Regions from separate parts of the Mus musculus genome. Here all the other regions are linked to region 1. Evidence: chromatin contacts called from public Micro-C and promoter capture Hi-C data. All regions are on one chromosome and are shown on one strand. The core of a region is the stretch at or near the end of the contact, and the rest is flanking DNA. Distances in the headings are between cores, read along the strand shown.

Region 1 (2,544 bases), core at 30-2,529:
TTGGACTGATTATCTTTCTCCCTTGATAGCTCGCCTAGAACTCCAAATACTATATGATAGCTAGTCCTCAGGATTGAGGTTGCTACTTTAGTTCCAATCTGATTCTTCCATGTCCTGTGGCCAATGTTTGTGGTGTCTTCAGCAGTAGGAGCTTACTTGCAAGTTCTGGGAAGCAACCAAGGGTAGAGATAGTAGCCTATAGTATTTTGGGGTCTCTTGGACTATTATGACCAACAATTCTTTGTTTGTTTGTTTGTTTGTTTTTTTGAGACAGGGTTTCTCTGTGTAGCCCTGGCTGTCCTAGAACTCACTCTGTAGACCAGGCTGGCCTGGAACTCAGAAATCTGCCTGACTCTGCCTCCCAGGTGCTGGGATTAAAGGTGTGCACCACCATCGCCCGGCTCTATGGCCAACAATTCTAAGGGAAGTTTTTCATGCCTGGCATTGGGTTTTTTGTTAGTTTATGGCTTTTGGGTTGGGGTGGGGCATATTATTACCCTGTCTGGTGTAAACTCATTTAAACACATTATTTTCTCTCTTAACTCCACCCCTTTTTGTGTGGGAGTGTACATACATATTTTTTTTTGTTTGTTTTTTTGTTTTTTTCAAGACAGGGTTTCTCTGGGCTGGAGAGATGGCTCAGCAGTTAAGAGCACTGACTGCTCTTCCAAAGGTCCTGAGTTCAACTCCCATCAACCACATAGTGGCTCACAGCCATCTGTAATGGGATCTGGTGCCCTCTTCTGGAGTGTCTGAAGACAGCTACAGTGTACTTAGATATAGTAAATGAACAAATAAATCTTAAAAAAAAAGAACCTATGTGTTGTTTAAAAAAAAAAAAAAAAAAAAAAGACAGGGTTTCTCTGTGTAGCCCTGGCTGTCCTGGAACTTACTCTGTAGACCAGGCTGGTCTCAAACTCAGAAATCTGTCTGCCTCTGCCTCCCAAGTGCTGGGATTAAAGGCGTGTGCCACCACAACCAGCTTTTTTTTTTTTTTTTTTAAATGCAAAAGCAAGAGGTTTATTTTCCAGTGTGTTGGGGTTGACCTTCAATTAGTCTCTCAAGGTGAGTTACTAAGAAGGTGACCCTGAATGGCTATTACAAGCAGTTTTTATACTTTTTAGGGGTACAGGTTATATCAGCAAGGTTATAATTCAAACTTATTGGCTAAGCATATTACCCTTTACATTAACAAGCATGACACACATTTGAACTCTACCAGGGACTTTCCAGAGGGTCATGTGACTGTCAGTCAGAACATTCTGAGAAATTTTTACTGAAGAATGATCCTGTGGGTGGAGAATGGAACTTGGCCTAGCCTTGACTCCAGGCAGGAGTGGGAAGCTGTAAGGAGGGTGTGGGGCTGGAAAAGCCCCGAGGGTCCCTCATTTCCCCCCCTTTCCTTGTACTAGCTCCAATTTTGGAGCTATGTATGCTCAGGGGTCTGGGGTAACTAACACATACTTTTCAGGTCCTGCCCTCAGGGTCTCATATTGTTGGTGCAGGACCATCAGCTATATTGCTCCTAGTCTCTCTTTGATGAAGGCTCTAAGCTTGTTCAATATGCAGGGTCTCAAGGTCAACAACTGCAGGAGAACAATTAGGGGTCCTAACACGGTGGATATGAGAGTGGTTAACCCAGGAGAGGAGTTAAACGAATTAAACCAAGACTCGGAATAACCCTGACTGTTCTTTCTCTCTTCTGCTTGTCTAGCTCTTCCCTCACCTTGGCCATTGAATCTTTAACTACCCCTGGAATGGTCTTCAGTATGTGCTTCCTGATGTTTTACACCCCTGGTAGCACAGAAAAAGTGGTTGGCCCCCAACACTGATGGGCCAGCTGCTGGCTTTTTCCATTTTTGGGGGACACATACATGGGAGTTTCTCTCAGGACACTCTTCAGCACCCTAAGCCACACCCTCTAAGGCTGCTTCTGGGACACGGTTTATATTCATAAGTCCCTCGTCCTCCATATTTGGGAAATCCCTCCTATGTGTCTCCCGGGCAGGGACACCCCAGTAGTCAAGGCCCATCAATAAATCACAGATATCAAAGGCAAGGTCTGGCCACCAGATACAATGTAGGTGTTCCTCTGTAGTGGACCAAGCCACATCCCCAGTGACTGAGAGCACCTGCCAAGTCACCCTAGTAGGGTTGTGGGGGCTGCCAAGGCTCAGCGTTGGAAGATAAACCATAGCCATCTCATTGTTTCGCTGGCCTTGCAGAAGGGGTTGCTTGGGTGTCTGGCTGCTGTCCAGTTGGCATCAGGCACAGGTGCTGGTCTGACATGAACCCAGGCAGTTACTCCATCCACTTTATCAGAAGTCGAGGTGGTCAACAACACCAGGAATGGCCCTCTCCACTTTGCTTCCAAGATTTCAGCACAATGACTTTTAACATATACCCAGTCTCCAACTTGGTACTTGTGTGGAATGTCTGGGGTACCTGTGTTATATATAGGGCACTAAGTTTAGGCCATAATTCCTGGTGGCTGATCTGGAAAGTTTACAGTCGAGCCATAAAACCCCTGTCAGCCTGAAAAGT
Region 2 (2,544 bases), core at 21-2,520, 86 kb after region 1:
TTCTTAAGCCTTTGGAATACTGCAACTTGATCTGTTCCTAAGAGCGCAGGAACATGTGAATCCCTGCTGTATCTAGAAAGGGCGTCCAAGGTAGGGTATCACAGGTACCTAGTTCTAGGTGATAACATTCCTGGGTTGTCAAACTTTTATAAAGACTCATAAACTGAGGGCTGGCCTGAGAAAATAACCAGATATACTAAATTAACAAGAGAAAAAGGTTTCTTACCAGAAAGCCACACAAGTTTGCCTCATTCCCAGAGCAAACTTCAAAGAGTTCCTTTTCCTCTCCCCATCACAGGTAACAGTCCCTTGGACAGCCCCCGGAATTTCTCTCCAAATGCTCCTGCTCACTTTTCCTTCGTTCCTGCCCGTAGGTAAGTTGCTTGAGAACCCCTCTGTGCTGTTTGTCTTGTCTTGTTTTGTTTTGTTTCTCTGTGTAGCCCTGGATGTCCAGGAACTCACTCTGTAGACAAGGCTGGTCTTGAACTCAGAGAACCGAGTGCTGAGATTAAAGGCATGTACCACTGACCCCTGACTGATATGTGTGCTTGGTAGATGTCTGTGTTCTTCTTTCAAGTCAGTACTCTTCCGTGTGGATTGGGTTGCCTTGGACTACCAGTAATCAAAATGCCTTCCTTTCTGTCCTCTCCTAGGTCTTGTTCAAGTTTTCCTTTCTGAGTGACTGTGCATTTGCAGCTGAACAGAAAGATAGTAGATTCATTTATTTTATAATCCTAAGCAAAACACAGTGGTACCCTAAGAATATATTCCACAGCATGATACTGTAACTGAGAATTATCGTTGGGTTAGAGAAGAGAAAGTGTTCCAGGAAGGATCCAGAGTAACACTCTTTACCTTGTATCCCAAGTACTTCCAAGAAGCTGAAAGGGCCTGACATGACTTTCTTCTCAGCTTTTGTTGGAGTTTTGTTTGTTTGTTTGTTTGTTTGTTTGTTTTTAAACAGGGTCTCATTATGTGGCCCTGGCTATGTAGACTATACAGGCTTCCCTATGTTAGTAGCTTTTTAATGTGTTTCTTGCAGTTTTCTGCTTCACCCAGCTAGCTCCCAAATTGAGACTGGACTATAATATTTACTTAACAAGCTTCTAAGTTCACAACAACTCCACATTAATCCTCTAAACTAATTTGGCTACCTCGCAGTCAAAATCCCAGTGATACTTTCATTAGTACTGATGTGGCTCTCTTGGCTCCAGGACTTTTCTCATGGTGTCTCCTGGACTCTCTTCCAGCTGTGATTTCCTACTTCCTCTCTCTCCTTCCTCCCTCCCTCCCTGGGCTGAGAGGAAGTCCAGCCCTATTCTCTCCACTGCTCAGTCATTGGCTGATCAGCTCTTTATTAACCAATCAGGAAATTAGGTAGCAATGTTTACACAACATTGAGACCAGAGATTCTCAGAATAAGGATTGCAACTAGATGTGGGGGCAAGGAAATCAGGATTTGAATGATACAAAGATAATCTTTACCCAGTGCACAGAAACATTATCCTTACAGCCCTATTCAGAGATTTTCCCTTGTCTCTGCCTCCCAAATGCTAGGAATATAAATCTCAGCTTTCAGCTGAGGGTCCCAAGTATGAGTTCAGAAAGACTGTAATATCTCATAATTCGCTGAGCTTCGAAGGGTTTAAGTCCCATTTCTCTCCTGTCTGAAAATGATAGTGTTGATTCTGGCCTCTCCTAGCAGGCCTGACAGTTCCACCCATGCCGAGAGCACATTAAGTGGCCTCTGGAGAAGTCCACCCTCACGGTGTCTTCAAACCTTTGCTAAGGCTCCCTACACACAGTGGCTTGTTTTCACAACTTCACAACTCTCTTAGCCATAGTTCAAGTTTGTGGGGCTCTTGTTTTAATTTGGGGGGGTCGTTTCCTTGTTTAGTTTTGAAGTAGAGTTTTCTTTAGTTCTAAATGGGAAAGCCAATTTAAAATAAATAGTAATAAGGCTCCAGCTTTGTAGCGGTCAGTGGCTAGCGAATATACTATATCTTGGAGTAAGAGCAGTTCTACTATTAAGACTACTTTCTTTGCTAGGTGATAGTGGTAAGACATGCCTTTAATCCTAGCACTTAGGAGGCAAAGGCAGATGGATCTCTTCAGTTTGAGGCCAGCTGGTCTACAGAGCCAGCTCCAGGACAGCCAGGGCTACACAGAAAAACCTGTGTAGGGGGGAAGTGAAGGTGTTGGTTGGGAGGACTACTTACTTACAAGGTATAGCAGGGGGCTGGGCTGTAGCTCTGTTGTAGGACTTGTCTAACATGCACAAAATACCACATAAATGAGGTATAATGACTCCCACCTGAAATCACAGTACTTTGGAGGTGTGAGCAAGAGGAAAAGAAGGTGAAAGTCATCCTCTGCTACATACTGAGTTTGAAGATAACCTGGGCTACATAGGATTCTGTCTCAAAACAATTAAGATAAAATAATAAAAAAAAAAAAAGTAATGCAGAAACAAAAGAGATTGCTGGAACAAGCACTTACTATTCCCTCTCATTTCAACTGAGAAAGAATGCACCCCACTCCTCC
Region 3 (2,544 bases), core at 21-2,520, 85 kb before region 1:
CAAAATTATCAGTAAAAATGATCTGAAGGTGGGTGTGGTGGTGCAGAGGCAGGCAGATCTCTTAGCTCCAAGCCAGCCAAGACTGCATAGTAAGACCTTGTCATAATAATAATCTGATAATCATGACTATATAGACACTAATTTTGGGAGTTTTAAAGGAAGCCGCTAAAATTTACTTCAGCATGCACACAATGCATCTTACAAACAAGTGGCACATAAATACAATCTATTTCCCTCTATGTGGAAATTCGACCTATAGATGTTATTATACATGGCGTGGCTGTCAGACTTGTTGCTGCTCTGTATTCTCCCTGGCAGCAGATTCTGAACCCTCGCGGTGTGATTCTAGGCTACCTCCATTTCTCTCTTACTCAAGGTATTAAAGCACAGCCACAAGTCAAATGCCTCCTGTTACAACAAACAATTCACTTAATATTCACTTTGACAGTAGAGAGCCAGAATGTTTGTTGTCATCCTTCTCAGTAAATGTTGATGGCATTCCACTGCCAGTGGAGCACCTCATCCTAAACTGTGGCTTGGGAAATGCTTGTTCGTACAAACATGAAAAGTGAAGACCTGGGATTAGTGCATAGGGAGCTAAGAACTATGCTTCCATACAGTTTACTGGCTAACGATGGAGATAATCGGAGGGACTAAAGAGGACCTATGCTTTGATGGCCTGGATTTCCCGCTGAAGAGCATCTGAAAGTTAATTCAGTTAGAGGGCCAGAGCTCCAGCTGAGCATCAAAACAACTGAGACTCTTTGTGCTTGAGTTGGAGGCTGTAACTAGAACTCTGCCTAAACTGGTAGACACTAGAGGAAGAAAACCAACTCTGTGCTACTGACAGCGCGAGCCGGTAAGGAATTTCAGACTGGAGCCGGTAAGGAATTTCAGACTGGAGCCGGCAGAAGTCAGGGACAGGGTCCGGCCTTCGGTTTCCCCAGTGGGTGCTGGGAGAGCAGAGGCCAAGGCGCCGTGAGACTGGGAAGCTCCGGGACGCTAAAAACACACGGACGGTCAGAGCGCCTCCGGAGGCGACAGGACGAAAGCGGAGGAACGGTGCGTTCCAAAGCTCCAATCACTCGCTCTTCCCGGTCTGGAGAGCTGGACATGAGGAAGTTCCCAACCCTGTGAGAAACACAGACCGCACGCAGGCCTCGCTTACCCGCCGCGTCCCTTCCCGCCGGCGCCCTCCGGTGCTCTGCGCGCGCAGGCAGGCAGCGGAGGGGGCGGGGACAGTCTTTGGTGACAGGTGACTGCGAGTGCTGAAGGCGCAGCTTCGGCGCTGATGCGGGAACCTTCTACTGCGCGTGCTCCGCTTCTGGCCCCGCCTCCTCACAGCCACCGGCGTCGCTGGGTAAACCTGGGTAGCCGCTTGCTGGCCGCGGAGGCAGGTTCTTAAAAACCTCTCCCCTGCCTTGGGCTAGTGGACTTCCCTATTCCGCTCCATGCACATCTTCAATTCTTCAAGTGTCCCAGGCCAGGTACTGATCTCAGCGTCGAGGAAAATCACGTGCACCGTGCTTCTCTACCACCTTCCTTAGATCATTTCCTGAACCTCAATTTTGATACACTCCTGCCTACTTTGAAGTCAAGAATCAAAATGCCCACTTCTTTTTCAGTGTAGAGCATCATAATGTGTCCTGGTGCATTAGCAACGTCCAAACTTTTTTATAGTCTCCCCGCCCCACCCCAGGGTTTTCCGTGTAGGCCTAGCTGTCCTACAACTCACTCTGTAGACCAGGCTGGCCTCGAATTTAGAGATACACCTGCCGCTGCTTCCCAATTCTGGGATTAAAGGTGTGCACCACCATGCCCGACTGAGATTTTATTTTTTAAATGTGTGCCTCTAACCATAGGTTTGTATATGTAAAGGCTGTGCCCATGAAGGTCAGAAGATGGTGGTAGTTCCCCCTGATGCTGGAATTACAGGCTGGGAACAGCTCAGGTCCTCCTTGAGGGAAGTGGACTCTTTGCCAGGAGTTGTGGTGCACATCTATCATCCCAGCACTGGGAAGGCAGAGACAGGAGGATTTCTGTTGTGTACCTGGCCAGTCCAGTCTACTTAGTGAATTTCAGGATAGCTGGGGCTATGTAGAGAGACCCTTTCTCAAAAATAACAAGTAGTGTGCTCTCTTAGCCACATCATCTCTCCAACCCTCAAACTTTATGTTCCTGACCCATAGTGTACAAAAATATTTTACATCAAACACATACCATGTATTTGCATATTCAGATGTATAGCTAAGACAAAAATTTCACAAGACTATGCTTACATTTACTCCACATCTTCAATTTCTACTTTACATTTCATTATGAAAAGTGCAAAAAAAAATCTGCAAAAAGTGGCAGAAATTTAGAAAAGAGTAAAAGGAATTACTGGACCCCTGTCTGGTGCAAGGCTCAGCAATCACTGACCAATACTGGAAGGCTAGTTCCATGAAGATTTTCTATTGACTAAGCTATTTTATGGTGGAAGAAAAAAAAGAGAGATGGCTCAAACGATTAAGAGCACTGGCTGCTCTTCTAGAGGAACTGGGT

What was found. Promoter capture Hi-C pulls out the DNA fragments that hold promoters and counts their contacts. Hi-C and Micro-C count contacts between places; a contact is called where the count stands out from the background.
Region 2: a Micro-C map of trophoblast stem cells shows a contact between it and region 1, with 2.0 times the contacts expected there. The contact joins two enhancer-like sites. A contact is called at or near these places in 2 of 15 datasets of contacts at CTCF or cohesin (the G1E-ER4 cell line and pro-B cells), 27 of 484 Hi-C or Micro-C datasets (the AML12 cell line, B cells, DN3 thymocytes and 13 more), 3 of 115 datasets of contacts at active chromatin or transcription factors (cardiomyocytes and embryonic stem cells) and 4 of 9 other capture datasets (adipose tissue, embryonic stem cells, liver and 1 more).
Region 3: a contact with region 1 is called in a promoter capture Hi-C map of macrophages, with 6 read pairs. The contact joins the promoter of Ipp here to the enhancer-like site in region 1. A contact is called at or near these places in 1 of 39 promoter capture datasets (macrophages), 1 of 15 datasets of contacts at CTCF or cohesin (large pre-B cells), 2 of 484 Hi-C or Micro-C datasets (the HPC-5 cell line and nephron progenitors), 1 of 115 datasets of contacts at active chromatin or transcription factors (the SCID.adh cell line) and 2 of 9 other capture datasets (adipose tissue and pancreatic islet).

What each region holds. Positions count from the first base shown.
Region 1 is chr4:116,421,081-116,423,624 of GRCm38.p6, reverse strand. The region is part of intron 3 of Mast2 (microtubule associated serine/threonine kinase 2); the gene reads left to right. Among named protein-coding and RNA genes, the nearest start is that of Mast2, 42 kb to the left of the region's middle. Within about 2 kb of position 1,279, at least 33 of the 459 cell types and tissues checked have an H3K27ac peak or open chromatin away from gene starts, as enhancers often do. A contact at or near this core is called in macrophages and trophoblast stem cells, where this site is marked.
Region 2 is chr4:116,335,252-116,337,795 of GRCm38.p6, reverse strand. Mast2 (microtubule associated serine/threonine kinase 2) reads left to right here. Exons shown (of 30, transcript NM_001369061.1): 6 at 299-374. Among named protein-coding and RNA genes, the nearest start is that of Pik3r3, 110 kb to the right of the region's middle. Within about 2 kb of position 1,270, at least 8 of the 459 cell types and tissues checked have an H3K27ac peak or open chromatin away from gene starts, as enhancers often do. A contact at or near this core is called in trophoblast stem cells, where this site is marked.
Region 3 is chr4:116,506,275-116,508,818 of GRCm38.p6, reverse strand. Ipp (IAP promoted placental gene) reads right to left here and starts at 1,270. Exons shown (of 9, transcript NM_008389.3): 1 at 1,169-1,270.